2 separate regions of the Macaca mulatta genome follow, and region 2 is linked to region 1. The links are chromatin contacts, called in public Hi-C maps. All regions are on one chromosome and are shown on one strand. Each heading gives the region's core, a stretch centred on a gene start, on an enhancer-like site or on the middle of the called end of the contact. The rest is flanking DNA. Distances are from core to core; before and after follow the strand shown.

Region 1 (3,314 bases), core at 227-2,726:
GGGTAGGTCCCAGGAGGCTGCAGGAGGCCGGCACAGGTGTGCAGGCTGCAGACAATGACGGCAGCTGCAGAACCTGAGATACCGAACCATGGCACATGAGGCCATAGGCGAACTAGGCACCACAGAAATGCCTCTTTCTGCCCAGGACTCACCTCCTGGGCTGCTGCAGCAGGGACAGCCCCAGGCATCACACCACCCATTGGCACAAGCCCAACATCCTGGATCTTCAACGTTTTCTGCAGAGATAGAGAACAGTGTCCACAGCTGGCCCTCACACCAGCCGGAACCTACTGAGGAGGGGCAACTAGCCTGGCATGGACCTTGCACCTGGACAAACACACTTCTGACAATTTGCTAAACTCCCAAAATACACCAGGAACAAAACACAGGGGCTCCCAAACTTCCAGCCCCTGGGTCTGTGCCACCCTCTCATGATACCTTCAGGAGCTCGTTGAGGTCTGAGATTTCCAGGAGAGTGAGGCTGGCGATGTCCTGGACCAGTTGCTGAATCTTGGGGGGGTACTCCTTGGGGGCGTTATCCAGGGGTGCACCAGCAAGGGCCTCACACCTCCGATGGCCGCTACTCCTCATATGTCGCATGGCACAGACGCATGGCACCTGTCGCCTAGCCCCCACCCCCAATTCAAACAGACCTGTCAGTCCTGGAATGGAAGGGGCTGCAGAGACCAGGGGGACAGGACAGAACTGGGGGACTGATGGGTGCCATAAGCTCAGGCTGATAATCACTAGGGCCGGAAATTACCTAGCTCCTTGGTCCCAGTCCAGGGTTCTCAGATCTCAAGGGGTCCGTATTGGTAAGATTTGCAAGTTACTTTAAATTCTTCAAAGAGCCTTAGAAAGCCACGTGTTTACTTGCAGCTATACCACTCAAACCTCAAGCTTCTGGTGTGAATGAACTACATCAACCCAGCGGTGGTGAAACTATTACTTAGGTGCATCTTCCTGAGCAAAACCTCCCAAAACGTGGGGCCCCCTGGCCGCAAAACGCCGCACCCATGGATGGGCCTTTGCTGCGGAGATGGCTGAGGCCGGGGGAGGAGCAGGGAATCGTCCAAGGTCATCTGGGGCCGACCCTGGCGCTTTCCACGGCCCAGGAAGGAAGGGACTTGCGCACCGGGAGGCCTCCTCCCCAGCCCCCAGTAGGACCCCCAAGCCCGGCCTGGCCGCTGTAGGGAGGCCGGCCCCGCTGCCCGCCTCCGCCCGGATCGACCCCTCAGTGCCCGCCCGTCCCCTACCCTGCCCACCGGCCCAGTCCTGGCGCCCCAGGATCCCGCGTACCTAGCAAGGCGGAACGCAGCAGCCCGAAGCCCAAGGCAAGGCCCCCACAGGGGGCGAGCGGCCGCCGGCAGCATCGGTCCGCGGGTTGGAAGGTCACACGCGGTTCCCCGGGAGGAGGCGACGCTCTAGCCGCCTCGGCCGCCGGGGATTCGAGCTGAGGAGCGACGCTCTAGCCGCCACAGCCGCCGGGCATTCGAACTGGGGAGGGACGCTCTAGCCGCCGCAGCCGCTGGGCATTCGAGCCGGCAATGGCGCTCTAGCCGCACCTCGCGCTAGCACGTCTCATCCTGAGATTACCCACAAGGCGGCGCGCCGCGCAGACGCAAAATCGTCGTTTGTCGCGGCAGGTGGGCAGCGGGCTGCCCTCTTCCTGTCGGGTTTTGGGGTCGCGCAAAGGAGCGACGGGGACTGGGGGCTGCGGATTCACGTGTTCTTTCTCCAGGGCTCACGGGTTTCTGTCCGTGCGCGATACGAGCGAACGTCGCGGCCGAGGCTGGGCCCCGAAGCCGGCAGTAACCCGCGTCTCCAGCCCGCTCGGGGCCACCAGTGCCGCCGTCGCGGGCGGAGGCGCGAGCTCTGGGCCTTGGCGCCTTCGCAGCCGCAAGCATCGTCTTTTTTCCTAGCTAAAGCCCCAAACGCCCAGGTGGCTTCCTGGGAGAGCGCGGCTGAGCCTCCGCCTTCACATCAGAACAGGCGGAGCCTCCAGAGGCGGCCTGGGCCCAGTGCCTGCTTATCCTGCCGGCCTCTCCACACCTCCGCTTTCCCTCTCCGTTCGAGTCCATTCCTTCCTGGAAAAGCCAAAGCCGCGCCCCCCTAAGAGGCCCGGATGTGAAGGTGCGTGAGACGCCCTGGCCTCTGGGTGCAAAGGCCGGCGCCTGCCGCTTTCAACACTCGGGAGGCGGGTTTCAGCCCTGCCAGCCCCCGGCCGCGGACTCGGAGCGCTGAGCCCCCACCCTTCCCATTATCCGGCTCCCTTCCCAGGAATGAGGAGCGCTCGGGAAGCTTCAGCCACTATACGGAGGCGGCGCCAAGCCCAAACTCCTCACCAGCCACCGGCGGTGTAGAGCCGCGCAGGGCACAGGTGACCCCTGGCACGCAGCCTCAGGGAGGGACAGGCTGGACAGGACCCTGCCCGCAGCTGGGCCGTCAGCCGGACCACCTGCCCCCTGAGCAAACGCTGATGCAGGCCGGGCGCAGTGGCTCACGCCTGTAATCCCAGAACTTTAGGCGGCAGAGGCAGGTGGATCACCTGAGGTTAGGCGTTCACGACCAGCCTGGCCAACATGGTGAAACACCGTCGCTACTAAAAAATACAAAAACTAGACAGGCATGGTAATGGCGTGCACCTGTAGTCCCAGCTACTTGGGAGGCTGAGGCTCAAGAATCGCTTGAATCCGGGAGGCAGAGCTTGCAGTGAGTGGAGATCACCACCTCACTCCAGCCTGGGTGACAGAGTGAGACTCCATCTCAAAAAAATTAGTAAAAAAAAAAAAAAAACGCTGATGCTTTCTGAAATAGATTTTATTATCGCTGTACCATTCTGGGGCACTGGAGATGACAGCTGAGAAGCAGAGAAGCTGGAGACCTGAAGCCTCCACCCTTGGCTGTGGCTGCCGAGAGGCCCCTGGAGAGGGAGCCCCAGGCCACACCCAGACACCACAGCCAGCTCACAGTGGGGCCAGAGGGCACAGGCTGCTCGGGGGGGTGAGGGTCCCCATTCCTGCCACTTCTCACAGACCATAACCCACAGGGCTGGGGGCTTCCCCTGGGAGAAGGTCCTTCCCTCCCACCTTCCCTCCCCGTGGCCCAGCCTTGGGGAAAGAAAGCAGAGACCAACTCAGGGACTGCAGCGGGCTGAGGACAAGAAGGAAGGTGGGCTTGGGGTGAAAGCCCCCCCTCACTCGCAGAGAAGGGACACTACCAGCAGTAGAGGACAGGGAGGCGGGATGATGGCAGTTAGAGACGAGGCGTTTCGGGTGAACTGTAGTGTTACTCCGGACGTGAGCACGGCCTGG
Region 2 (3,120 bases), core at 248-2,747, 75 kb before region 1:
GCAGACTCATCCAGCCAGCTTCAAGTGCTGCAGTGTTCCCAGCACAATCGATGGCTGTCCCTGACCACAAAGACCTCCCTGGTCAACTCTGTGTCTGTGTCCCATCCCATCCACTTGCTCATGTCCTGTAGTCCAAGCCCCACTTTGGACCTCCACTAGGGCTGTTGCAAAAGTAAAGGCAGCCAGCAATGAAGAGCCTGTTGGAACATGAGTTTTAAAAATTCCCTTGGCTAGGCGCGGTGGTTCACACCTGTAATCCCAGCACTTTGGGAGGCCGAGGTGGGCGAATCACAAGGTCAGCAGATCGAGACCATCCTGGCTAACACGGTGAAACCCCGTCTCTACTAAAAATACGAAAAAGTTAGCTGGGTGTGATGGCGTGCGCCTGTAGTCCCAGCTACTTGGGAGGCTGAGACAGGAGAATGGTGTGAACCCAGGAGGCGGAGCTTGCAGTGAGCCGAGATTGCGCCACTGCACTCCAGCCTGGGTGACAAAGCGAGATTCCATCTTAAAATAAATAAATAAATAAATCCCTTGGCTGTGCTTCTAAAAGTAAGATCACAGAGGCAGGGCAGAGAGAGCACACCACCCAGGGTGTGATGGTCCCTGAATGTGGAGAGCTAACTGGACACCACCTTAAGTGTGAGTACGTGTGTCAAACCTGGAATGCAGAGACACCGTGCAGGGTGAACCCATGAGTGTGTAGGGAACACCCTGCCCCTGCAGGGATGTGAGGCAGGGGAGCCAGGCATGTGGAGGAAGGGTCGCAGGACTGACTGAGCAGGGGCCTGAGGCACTGAGATCCCAGCCAATGATGCCTGGGGGGTTTCTGAGCACGAGCCAGCACCATCAGAGTAGTTTTTGTCGCCGTGTTAGCCAGGATGGTCTCGATCTCCAGACCTTGTGATCCACCCGCCTTGGGCATCAGAGTAGTTTTGGGAAAACTTGAGAGTGAGGCAAGCCACGCTAGAAGGTGAAAACTGACAGGTAGGGAGATGGAGGGGCTCAGGCCCGTTACCCCATATGGCACAGTGGACCTGTGCTTCTGGAGATGTAGACGGGGTGGCCGCTGGGGCTCAGACCTGTTTCCCCATGGCACGGTGGACTTGTGCTTCTGCAGATGTGGAGGGGGTGGCCGCCCCTCACTCTCCAGGAGGTAGAGAGCAAGCCCTTCCAATGACCTTGGTACCTACTGTGCCCTTGACCTCGCATTCCTAGCTATCTCATGGGCTCTGCACCAGTGCCTCCTCCCACCCTCAGTAAGGCACCTTCTAGGTCCAGCTGTGTGGCAGGGAGCGACAGGCAGGAATGATCTGACCCCTTTGGCCGGGCACGGTGACAGGTGGGCTGAAAGATGAGTCACTAAACATGATCTGGGGCGCGGGGCGGGGGTGCAGCTCAGTTTCAGCCCCTCGCGCCGGGGAGGATGACCGTGCAGCTTTATATAGCCCCTGAGCCCTATATAAGCAAGTCAGAGGCCGGGGCTCGTCCGACAGGAGCCCTCAAGCTGATCTGGTTGGGGCCGGACACATTATTAACCCCAGCGCAGTAGGATCCCCAGGGACACCCTGCCCCACAGCGCCCAAGATGCCTAGCAGAACTGCCCGCTATGCCCGCTACAGCCCACGGCAGCGGCGGCGACGGATGCTGGCTGATCGCAGCGTGCGTTTCCCTAATGATGTTCTGTTCCTGGACCACATCCGTCAGGGTGACCTGGAGCAGGTGCGGCGTTTCATCCGGGCTCAGAAAGTCTCCCTGGCCACGATACATCCCTCAGGTGAGCAAGCCCTGGAAGAGCTGGCCAGGGGCTGTGGGGTGGGGTGGAAGCCAGCAAGGAGGACCCGACCTGAGGCTCAGTCTTGACCCCTCCCTTCCTCCCTGCCCAGGCCTGGCCGCCTTGCATGAAGCCGTGCTGTCTGGAAACCTGGAATGCGTGAAGCTGCTGGTCAAATACGGAGCCGACATTCACCAGCGAGATGAGGCGGGCTGGACACCCCTGCACATTGCCTGCAGCGACGGGTACCCCGACATAGCCAGGTGAGGGGGCCTGGGTCTACACAGGGTTGAACTCGACCCCTCCAGGCCTCAGTGGGCCCCCAGGATGTGGGCCCCAAAATGTGGTCCTGGTGGTGTAGGCAAGAACCATACGGGCTGAGCACGGTGCCTCAGGCGTGTAATCCCAGCCCTTTGGGAGGCTGAGGTGGGCGGATCACCTGAGGTCAGGAGTTCGTGACCAGCCTGGCCAACATGGAGAAACCCCTTCACTACTAAAAATACAAAACTAGCCGGGCGTGGTGGCGCATGCCTGTAATCCCAGATACTCAAGGCTGAGGCAGGAGAATTGCTTGAACCCGGGAGGCGGAGGTTGCCCTGAGTGGAGATCATGCCACTGCACTCCAGCCTGGGTGATAAGAGCGAAACTCTGTCTCTAAAAACAGCGGCAACAACAACAAAAAAAGAACCCTACAAACCCTAAAAGCTTCTGGAATCCTGTTTCTGCCCTTGTCCTCAACAGAGCCAACTTGAAAAGCTGGCCACAGCTTCCAAAGGGTCAGGTTTCTTCCTCCTCACCCTACCCGGACCTTGAGACCCGAAGGTGGGGGACACACAGGTGACCCCAGGACTCTGGCCCTCTGACCTGGGTGGGGACGAGCACTCTCCCGGCTCCTCCCCGCTTCAGCCAGGGCGACTTTGCACCCCAGGTACCTTATCTCCCTGGGAGCGGACAGGGACGCAGCCAACGACGATGGCGACCTGCCCTCCGACCTCATCGACCCGGACTTCAAGGAGCTGGTGGAGCTCTTCAAAGGGGCCACGATGGACTGAGCCAGCTCTGCCCGCCCGCCCCCGCGCCCAGGGCCGCCTCCCTGGGGAAGCCGCGGGTCGCCCCGGGGCCAGCACGTGCCCCACCCGTGGGCCAGGGGCGGCCGGACCCGTCCCTCCACGACCCCGCCACCCCTCCTAGGCCTGGCTTTGTCTCCAGGTGAATTTTTTACTGTGACACTTTTTACTTTTTCAATAAACGTGACTCCCAGGTGAGGGGGCCTGGGTCTACACAGGTGGTGCTTGTGGTGGTGTCCTGATTACTGGGCTCCCGCCGCTGCCGGTGGCCAGCGGCGC

What was found. Hi-C and Micro-C count contacts between places; a contact is called where the count stands out from the background.
Region 2: a contact with region 1 is called in a Hi-C map of CD4 T cells, with 2.9 times the contacts expected there. The contact joins the promoter of PPP1R27 here to the promoter of MRPL12 in region 1. A contact is called at or near these places in 2 of 14 Hi-C or Micro-C datasets (CD4 T cells and fetal cortex germinal zone).

The regions. Positions count from the first base shown.
Region 1 is chr16:91,413,067-91,416,380 of T2T-MMU8v2.0, reverse strand. MRPL12 (mitochondrial ribosomal protein L12) reads right to left here and starts at 1,476. Exons shown (of 5, transcript NM_001266331.1): 1 at 1,300-1,476; 2 at 439-625; 3 at 153-236. The coding sequence starts at 1,373. It overlaps LOC144336074 (a long non-coding RNA gene), which reads left to right. Exons shown (of 2, transcript XR_013407496.1): 2 at 1-1,421. HGS (hepatocyte growth factor-regulated tyrosine kinase substrate) reads right to left here. Exons shown (of 22, transcript NM_001261611.2): 22 at 2,804-3,314.
Region 2 is chr16:91,488,727-91,491,846 of T2T-MMU8v2.0, reverse strand. It overlaps PPP1R27 (protein phosphatase 1 regulatory subunit 27), which reads left to right and starts at 1,497. Exons shown (of 3, transcript NM_001194537.2): 1 at 1,497-1,777; 2 at 1,887-2,037; 3 at 2,703-3,063. The coding sequence starts at 1,588. The coding sequence ends at 2,826. The region is part of intron 1 of MCRIP1 (MAPK regulated corepressor interacting protein 1); the gene reads left to right.